Linked DNA regions of Callithrix jacchus: region 2 is linked to region 1. Evidence: chromatin contacts called from public Hi-C data. All regions are on one chromosome and are shown on one strand. The core of a region is the stretch at or near the end of the contact, and the rest is flanking DNA. Distances in the headings are between cores, read along the strand shown.

Region 1 (5,208 bases), core at 314-2,813:
GCCTGGCCTTTTTTTGTTTTTTTTTTTGAGATGGAGTTTTGTTCTGTTGCCCAAGCTGGAGTACAGTGGCCCGATCTCAGCTCACTGCAACCTCTGCCTCCTGGGTTCAAGCAATTCTCTCCCTCATCCTCCTGAGTAGCTGAGATTGCAGGCACCAGCTACCACTCTTGGCTTTTTTTTTTTTTTTTTTTTTTTGTAGAGATGGGGTTTTGCCATGTTGGCTAGGCTGGTTTAGAACTCCTGACCTCAAGTGATCCACCTGCCTCCACCTCCCCAAATGCTGGGATTACAGGTATGAGCCACCACACCTGGCTTTTCTCCTTCTTTCTTTCTTTCTTTCTTTCTTTCTTTCTTTCCTTCCTTCCTTCCTTCCTTCCTTCTTTTCTTTTCTTTTCTTTTCTTTTCTTTTCTTTTCTTTTCTTTTCTTTTCTTTTCTTTCTTCTCTTCAGTAAATACATACTTCAGAGCTACTGTGCTCAGGGCGCTGTGCCCAGTGCTGGGTACCTTGGTGAACAAGACAAGTCCCTGTCTTCATGGACTTTTCATTCTTATGGAGAGTGACCGACACAGGCCAACTCACCCTGCAAATGACTTTTGCTTACATTGATCACTGCAGCCACAAAGGAATGGTCAGATTGCTAAGTCAGCAGGGAGGCTGACTTAGCCTGTGGGAATGGGTAGAGGGCCCCTGGGATTGCTGCCTCACCTCTCTGGGCCTTACCTGTGAAATAGACGTGCCACCATTTGCTTCATAGGGTGACCATGAGTAACAGGTAAAAGAATGCCTGAGCAAAAGCACTTAGGCTCATGTTGGCTGCCCTCCTAATTCTTTCCTCATAAAATCTTTAGTGACCAGTCTCCCAGATCTACTTTTTCTCTTCTCTTTTGGATAACGTGATCTCATAATTCAACCTTGCCTGGACAAACAGAAAAACCCATTCTGAATTCCAAACTGGCTTTAGAAAACATTTTCTTGGAGGGTGGTAGGAAGCGGGATGGGGTTTTGGGAAGGGACACTCTCCCGGGTCCTTGGTCGCTGTCTTGTTGCCAATGCCAGTTCCCCTGCAGATGGCTTGCGAAGGGCGTGCGTGGGGGGGACACACTCTGGTCCTCATGCCCCGGGTGCTGCCCACCTGAGACTGCCTATCCTCTGGCCACAGCTTCCCAATACTCTGTCTATGGGGAAGGATTTTGAAGACTCAGGAAATGAACTCATTTAAAAAAATGTCCTCCCCCTACTTTTCCAAAACAGAGCAGCCTTCCTGGAAGGAAGCAAACAAGTGTGACTGTTTGAAAAATGATTGGAAAACCCGCTCTGAAGAGTGTGAGTGTGCATGGTCTCCTGGGCGGGTGTGTCACCCTGGTTGGGCTGTTCCCTTGCTCCCGGTGTCTGTGTGAAGAGGAGGCAGGGCTGCCCACGCAGTCTTATCAGAGGAGGCAGCTGATGTCGGAGTGGGGCCTGGGGACTGGCTCCCCTCAAACAACTGCGGGCCCCTCGCCCTTGCGGACCTCAAACACGCACACAGACACGGATGTGAGTCCACATGTGTGTGTGAGGCCGAGTCCAGCTGAAATTAGTACCATGACCTAATCGCCGCCAAAGCGCGGACGACTTCTGCTCTGCGTGTGGGTGACTATTTTGGGTTTCTAGGTGTTCACATGTGATTTGTGGCATTCGCAGTGTTGTTATTAATAAACCGTTGGCTGTGTGGAGGCTGAGGATGAAGCCTTTTCATTTCAGCCATCTGGTCAGAATGCTTCTCCTTTGATGAGGGAAAAACCTTTGCTGTGTTTCAACTGGAACGCTGCCTCCCAATTAAGGTGACAGCACATCTCTGAGTCGCCCTGTCTTTGCAGGAAGAGCCAGCCCAGGCTCTAAATGCCAGCTCTGTCCGGGAGGGAGATGCCTTTCCTATTGACTGTGCTTTGGTATGCAGTTCAGGCTCTGGCTTGAAGGGACGCTGGGCCAGGAAAGCCAGCATGCACTGTTTACAGGGTGGGCTGGCTTGGCACTCAGGGTTTCCATTGTCAGCGGTGACAGCGCTGCTCCAGACGCCCTCAGGAGACGTTCCTCGGCTTTCATAACAACGAAGGACTTTTTTTTTCTGACTCATCTTTAGAAGATTTCCCCCCCTTTCATTTGAAAGTAAATATAATTAGTAACAGGCAGACATACTGTATATAGCCAGCCTTGCCTGTGCTCGAGAGTTATAATTAAACATGCATGCTGTCTGCTGCTCACTGTCTGCTAAAGGCCTGGCTGAAATCACCTGTAGGGAGAGGGGTTTATCTTGAAGCAGCAGCCTGGGGTGGATGTTGCAGAGAGAGAGGAGAGACTGGTCCTGCCTTTGAGTCCAATGTCCAGTCCGAAGCTAAGATTGAGCTATTGACCAAAGGGCAGGTGTGCCTGTCGGCCCCCGGCCTGCCTTCACCTTGGTCCTCCTCCATTCTCAACCTTGGGCAGCCCTGGGCGACCCTGCAGGGTGAGGGCGGGAGTTGGCCCCTCTTGGGGACAGAGCGGTGGTGGCCAAGTATGGTTGTCATAGTAACAAGGCAGCTGCTGCCACTGCTCTTGGCTTAGGGGGCACCTGCCTGCCTGCAGGTTATGATCTGCCCTCCCCGGGCTGAGATGCCAAGACCACTTGCCTTTGTTCCCAGCTCCCTGCCTAGGATACTGGCAGCTAGACCTCAGCCCTGCCCTGCATGGCAGGAGCTCAGGTAGGTTATCCCAGGTGACCCTCGACTCTCCTTCCTGGTGAAGGGCAGGCTGGATGTTTGCAGGCCACCCAGGCCCATAGAGAGCACAGATTCTGCCTAAACCAGTGGCTCAGGCAGCGCTAGGAATGTGCACAGCATGTGGGCAGATTGTGAGATCACTACACAGCCACTGGGCTTGGTGACACAGGCTCGGAGACACGGGAGAAGCCACTGTGCCTCCTGCCCCTCTGGTGGGTGCGGCACTCCCCGGATGACTAGTTGGCGCAGCCCTTCCTTGGCCTGGATGGAAGGCAGCAGGCGTCATCTGAGCCACAGGCACCTTTCCCCAAGTTGCTCAAAGTGTTTTCCAAGCAAACAGTGGTTTCATAACACCCGTGAGAAGTAGGTGGGGTGACAAAGCATTCTTTGTCCCTGTCTTGCAGATGGGGAAATTGAAAAGCCTGCTGGTCCTGGTGTGAGGCCAAGAGAGGGAGAAGGTTCTCTCCTGCCCGGGGCTCTGGGCATGGAGCGCCGGGGCCATCTCATGCCCTGTCACCAACTCCTGTGGAAAGTGGGGCAGCCCCAGCAGAGAAGGAGGCCAGAAGTGGGAGAGGCCCAGGGCTTCTCGCTGATCACTGGAGGCCACAGATGCCATGGCAGGAGCTTGTCCGTGGGTTCCGCTGTCCGAGGTGTTGAAACTGGCCATTGGCAACTCAGGAGATATTGGCGCTCTCTCCTACTCAGCTTGCTTGAAGTTGCTGGAGTCTTGGAGGGGGCCTGTTCTGGCCCAGGAATTGTTCTGTTCCGTGGTACCTGCAGGGGATGTGGTCCTGACTTTATGGTGCTCGTGGGAGACAGTCACACATAAAATTAAGGAGCAATCATTTCAGAGAGTGACATGCCATAAGGACAATAAAAATGCATAATGGGACAGAGATTGGCTGGAGGGGAGGGTGAGAGGAGGAACAACTTTTTAATTTCATTTAATTTCATTTTATTTTTGAGATGGAGTCTTGCTCTGTCGCCCAGGCTGTGGTACCATCTCGGCTCACTGCAAACTGTGCCTCCTGGGTTCAGCAATTCTCCTGCCTCAACCTCCTGAGTAGCTGGGATTACAGGCACGCGCCACCACACCTGGCTAATTTTTGTATTTTTAGTAGTGACGGGGTTTCACCTATTGGTCAGGCTGATCTCAAACTCCTGACTTCAGGTGATCCACCCACCTCAGCCTCTCAAAGTGCTGGGATTATAGGCGTGAGCCACTGGCCTGGCTAATTTTTAAAAATGTTTTTATAGAAATGTGATTTTGCCATGTTGCCCAAGCTGGTCTTGAACTCCTGGGCTCAAAGGATCCTCTCACCTGAGATTCCCCAAAGTGCTGGGATTACAGACATGAACCACTCTGCCTGGCTGAGCAACAGGTTTAGATAGTGGATCAGAGAAGGCATCCGCACAAGCCATTCCCCAAAGGACAGAAGGAGCCAGATCAGGGGACCGGCATTCAGGGGAGGAAACAAGTGGGACAAAAGCCCGGAGAGGGGAATGAGGGTGGCGTGTCCAAAGCTTGGATGCTGGAGAGAGAGGATGTGAGGGCGGTGAGCAGGGCTGTGGTCCTGTAGGGAGGACCTTGTTGGTGGTGGGGCCATGTGTAATTCTGGATGTCAGGAGAGGTGATATATAATTCAGGATTTCTTTGGAAGGTGGTGCTGGCATTGTTTTCTTATAGGTTGGATGTAGGGCATGAAAGAGGGAGGAATTAAGGACAGTCTCTAGGTGTTTGCTGGAGGTGGAAGACGGAGCTATTGATTGCGATGGGGAAGGCTGGGGAAGACCATGTGTAGAAGGAAGTGAAGAGGGTGGCCTTAAGCATGGCAGACTGGAGGGCCTGCATCTCAGCGGCTGTGAGTGGAACCTGGGCGTCTGCATTTCTTAAACTCTCCCTCTCGGATCATGGAGAAGAAAGGGAGATGAATGAGCTGCACTTTGTTTTGTTTTGTTTTTAGACAGAGTCTCGCTCTGTTGCCCAGGCTGTAATGCAGTGCCGCAATCTCTGCTCACCGCAACCTCCGCCTCCTGGGTTCAAGCAATGCTCCTGCTGGGACTTCAGGCATGCAGCACCATGCCTGGCTAGGTTTTTGTATTTTTAGTAGAGACAGGGTTTCACCATATTGGTCAGGCTGGTCTTGAACTCTTGACCTCAAGTTATCCACCTGCTTCAGCCTCCCAAAGTGCTGGGGTTACAGGTATGAGCCACCGCGCCAGGCCTACACTTGCTTTTCAGTTTGCCCAAGCCTCCCAGGGCTCAAACCCTGTGTCTTTCTTTTCTTTTCTCTTTTCTTTTCTTTTCTTTTCTTTTCTTTTCTTTTCTTTTCTTTCTAGAAAGAGTCTCGCTCTGTCACCCAGGCTGGAGTGCAGTGGCATGATTTGGCTCACTGCAGCCTCCGCCTCCCAGGTTCCAGGGACTCTTGTGTCTCAGCCTCACACGTAGCTGGGATTACATGCATGAGCCAC
Region 2 (4,796 bases), core at 589-3,088, 450 kb after region 1:
TGAACCCCTAAAAGTATCATGGTCCCTACTACATGTAACAGAGAAGTTAGCCCTGATCATTACAAGATCGCGTGATAGTTGGAACAATCCAATGTGTAATAATTAAAAATTATGTATCATTGATTTCAGAAAGAGAGAGTGTGTGTATGTGTGTTCATGTAAAGGGAAATCTGCTTTTTTAAAAAATGTTATAAGCTAATATTTTAATTGTCCTTGATTTTCACAGGTCAAACCTTTCTTCAGCTGAAGTGGTCCTGAGCTGAGATGTTCTGTCAAGGGGATTCGGGGCAAAATCAAACCAGCAGTTATCATACCTCACTGTCTTTAAGAGATTAATTTTATTTTTATGTATTTTTTATTTTCTTAGAGAGAGCATCTTGTTCTGTTGCCCAGGATAGAGTGCAGAGGTGCCATCATAGTTCACTGCAGCCTCAAACTCCTGGGCTCAGGTGATCCTCCTACCTTGGCCTCCTGAGAAGCTGGGACTACAGGCATGTGCCACCACATCCAAGACATTAATTTTATTTTAAAAATGCATATTAAAATGTTAGGTTCTGCCCCTCAGAGAATATGATTCCCTTGTTAACCTGCATCTTATACACCTCAAGAGGAGTTATTTTTAGGATAACAAACAGTATGTAGTTCTGATGCATGGTGGGACCTAATTTTTGTTTCCTGTATAAAGTGAAATTTAGACCTTAAAAAACATACCTCCATCCCCAAATTGGAAACTTGAAACAGGTTAATTTAATTATAAAGAATTTCAGTCTGTATGTGGTGGCTCATGCCTGTAATCCCAGAACTTTGGAAGGCTGAGGTGGGTAGATCTCTTGACTCCAGGAGTTCGAGACCAGCCTGGGCAACATGACAAACTCCTGTCTTTACAAAACATACAAAAAGTCAGCTAGGTGCATTGGTGCACACCTCTAGTCCCAGCTTCTCAGGGAGGCTGAGGTAGGAGGATCACCTTAGCCTGGGAGGTCAAAGCTGCAGGGAGCCATGATTGCACCACTGCATTCTAGCCTGGGCCACAGAGTGGGATCTTGTCTCAAAAAATACATATAAATAAAATAAAATTAATTTTAAGGCTCAAAAGGAGGAATAAGACGAACTGTAAGTCAGAAGACGTTTAAGGGTTTGCTTATCATAGCAGAGCTTCCAGGCAGAGCAGCAAGGGCTCAAATATCAAGAAAATGATACAAAGGGAGAGAGTTAAGGAACTACTTCAATAACGCAGTTCAAGTCAGTCCACAGGCATTTACTGAGCATCTACTACGTGCCAAGTACTGACACTTCTAATGTGGAGTAGGGGTGTGGAGCTGTGGGGAGGCAGAGAACAAAGACATCAAATAAATACATAGGGAAAGAAGTTCAGTAGGTACGGGATATTTCTTTAAGAGTCAAAGTGGGGAAAAGATGCCAAGGAGTGATATCTAAAGTGGCAGATGACTCAGAAGGGATTGGAGCACTAAGAGCCTCTTGGCGATGGTCACACGGAAGTCGCTGGCAGTTCTGATGATAGCTACTTCCATGGAGTGGTGGATGTGGAGGACTGCTAGGCAGCAGAGGTCATTCCTAAGGATCCTGAAGTCCGGCCATGAGCAGCAGCAGAACTGGTTGGTTTTAGAAGCGCCTGCTTTAGCATAGTCTGGAACGAACCTAACATGAAAGCCAATGTGAATCGAGGGCTTGCCATGAACCATGCACTGTTCAAGGCATCTTGCACATCATTTAATCCTCCCATCAACCTCTGCAGTGAGTACTATTTTTAGACCCATTTTTCGCAGATAGGGAAATTGAGACACAGAAGGGTTAGGTCACTTGCTTAGGATCACTGAAGAAGGTGGTAGAGCTGGAATAAGAACTCAGGCTCTCTGACTCTAAGCCCTGCGCTTTATCTGCTGGCTGATACTGATACCGAGTGGTCTCTGGACATATTCGTAAATCTCATACTGGCTTGGCAGTGGGCTTTGTTGTTGCTGTTGTTGTATCAATTTACAGAGGCAAGGGAAGCACAGAAGTGGTGTGTTGACATAGCAGGCAGCAACAGAAGCAGCGCTGGCACCCGCCACACAGCCTGAGTTACTTTCCCACAGCTTAAACCTCAAGTAACTGCAGAGCAGGGGGATTTGAAGCTCTGAGCATTGTGTGAAACAGAGCCAGGAAGTGCAAAAGAAGTCGGCTGAGGTCCCCAGAAAGGGGAAGTGGGGACACCATTCAAAAGAACAAACATCTGGCCAGTCTCTGGCCCAGATCTATCTCAACATCCCTGGAACCCCCTAAAGAGAAAAGTTTTTCTTAAGAAGAGGTGACTTTGTTTTCTGTCTCTGAACATTTAGAAAATGCCGAGTTTCAAAGCCTTTCCTCATTAGGGCCAGGCAGTCTTAGATTCACAGCACTGGCTGTGGCTCACAGGTGCAAAGTGTGTGCTGAACAAAAAACATTTGCGTACCCAAGAGGAAAAACACGATCCAGGAATAGAGGACTGTAATTTGCTTTTTTAAAAAAATCGAAAGGTAATGACATTTCTTTATCAGCACGGAGTGTGTGCAACTGACCTATAGGCCCTTCTCTGTCTGTTAATGAAAATGCATACCTTGGAAATGTGTGTGCGTGGACAAAGGAAAAACTGGAGTGATAATTGTCATAATGATTGGGTAATAAAGGTAGGCCCTGATTTTTGTGACTATAGTAATTGCTGCTTCTACTGTCACTACAGCGTAAGTAAAATAGTGGTGAAACATCCGTCAGAGGAGCTGAAAGGGAGGTAGTATTGTCTGTCGAAGAAGTACAGTGGTGTCGGCAGTGACTGCATTCCAGGTGCCACCGCTGAGGCATCTATGAAAAGAGGTCCGCGTGCTCGCCTCTCCAGAACAACCTGCCTGGACCTTTAAAAGTCTACGTTGGGGCCGGGCGCGGTGGCTCACGCCTGTAATCCCAGCACTTTGGGAGGCTGAGGCGGGTGAATCACGAGGTCAAGAGATCGAGACCATCCTGGTCAACATGGTGAAACCCCGTCTCTACTAAAAATACAAAAAATTAGCTGGGCATGGTGGTGCGTGCCTGTAATCCCAGTTACTCAGGAGGCTGAGGCAGGAGAATTGCCTGAACCCAGGAGGCGGAGGTTGCGGTGAGCCGAGATCGCGCCATTGCACTCCAGCCTGGGTAACAAGAGCGAAACTCCGTCTCAAAAAAAAAAAAAGTCTACGTTGATTACATTTTTTAAAACTCCAACATGGAGGTCGGGGTACCAATCGCCATGAATTCAAAAATCTGAGTTTAACTTTTGACTCCCCAAAAACTTAATTACTAATAGTCTACCTGTTGACCAGTAGTCTTACAAGTAACATAAACAGTCCATGAATGCATTTTTTGTATGTGCCTTATTATATACTGTATTCTTACGGAAGAAGTAACCTAGAGAAAAGAAAATGTTATTAAGAAAATTTTAAGGAAGAGGGACTGGGCGTGGTGGCTCACACCTGTACTCCCAGCACTTTGGGAGGCCGAGGAGGGCAGATGACTTGAGGTCAGGAGTTTGAGAGCAGCCTGGCCAACATGGTGAAACCCCGTCTCTACTAAATATACAAAAATTATCCAGGCATGGTGGTGGGTGCCTGGCTAATTCCAAGTAGTCCCAGCCATTCGGGAGGCTGAGGCAGGAGAATTGCTTGAACCTGGGAGGTGGAGGTTGTTGCAGTGAGCTGAGACTGTGCCTGGGCAACAGAGTGAGACTGTCTCAAAAAAAAAAGAAAGAAAGAAAGAATAAAATATATTTGCTATTGATTAAGTGGAAGTGGGTCATGATAAAGGTCTTCATTCTCTTTGTCTTCATGTTGAGAAGGCTGAGGAGGAGGAGGAAGAGGAGAGGTTGGTCTTGCTGTCTTGGGGGTGGCAGAGGTGGGAGAAAATCAATTTATATGTGTACCTGTGGCATTCAAATCTGTGCTGTTCAAAGGTCAACTGTACTTTTCTTTAATCCTGTGGTAAATTATAGACTTTATAAAGGGTCCTTTTGTAATTGTGAATAATCACCTCTTAATTGATTTCTTTTAAGGAATACATCCTTCCATGCAGAACGTTCTTAAAGCTAGTTATACCTGTTCTCAGTAACAGATACAAATGGTCACTGCAATAAAAGATGATTATAATGAAGAGTTAACATGAAAAAATAAAATATTCCTTTCCATTACTTTGGAAATGACATTGGGCAGGGAAGGACTGATATAAAACCTCAACACTGTGCATTTTTTCTGTACCTATCACCTCCAAATGGTTCTGTAGTCTGCATGCAACTCAGACTGTCAGTCTTCCTCCTTGAGCGCCGTCTGTCACTGTGTGGCTCAAGAATGCTCTGAGTGAATGTGTGGTTGAGAATGGAATTTACCACAGTCATTTTCCCTCCCAACGCATCTATTATTAAAAAAAAAAACAAAACTGTCTACAGTGATTTACAAACTTTGTTTTCCTTCAGGACAACACAGCAAGCTACCATCTCACATGCTCCAAGAAGAGTCAACTCTTCCCCCAACTTCCCCCACTTTAAGGAGGTGGTGGGGCGGGGGGTGGGTGGAGGCATGAAATCCTGGCCTTAGTCATAGGATACGGTGTGATACTGTTCTTCTGTATGTACCGTCCCGTGGGGTGCCTGAGGATGCAGCGCTGGCTGTGGTCCAGGTAAATTGGAGGCAATCCTAGAAGTAAGAACATCCATCATGCTTAGTAAGATCTTAGGTTGTAATGGCTTCCTTGAGCCTTCAGACATTTTTTTAGAAAGCTCCCGGTCATCAAGCACT

What was found. A called contact is a pair of places that touch in the nucleus more often than the background predicts.
Region 2: a contact with region 1 is called in a Hi-C map of skeletal muscle, with 2.8 times the contacts expected there. The contact joins two enhancer-like sites. A contact is called at or near these places in 2 of 3 Hi-C or Micro-C datasets (induced pluripotent stem cells and skeletal muscle).

Annotation. Positions count from the first base shown.
Region 1 is chr19:50,152,803-50,158,010 of calJac240_pri, forward strand. No RefSeq gene overlaps it. Among named protein-coding and RNA genes, the nearest start is that of TOMM20, 51 kb to the left of the region's middle. Within about 2 kb of position 1,564, at least 12 of the 16 cell types and tissues checked have an H3K27ac peak or open chromatin away from gene starts, as enhancers often do. A contact at or near this core is called in skeletal muscle, where this site is marked.
Region 2 is chr19:50,606,828-50,611,623 of calJac240_pri, forward strand. No RefSeq gene overlaps it. Among named protein-coding and RNA genes, the nearest start is that of IRF2BP2, 13 kb to the right of the region's middle. Within about 2 kb of position 1,839, at least 3 of the 16 cell types and tissues checked have an H3K27ac peak or open chromatin away from gene starts, as enhancers often do. A contact at or near this core is called in skeletal muscle, where this site is marked.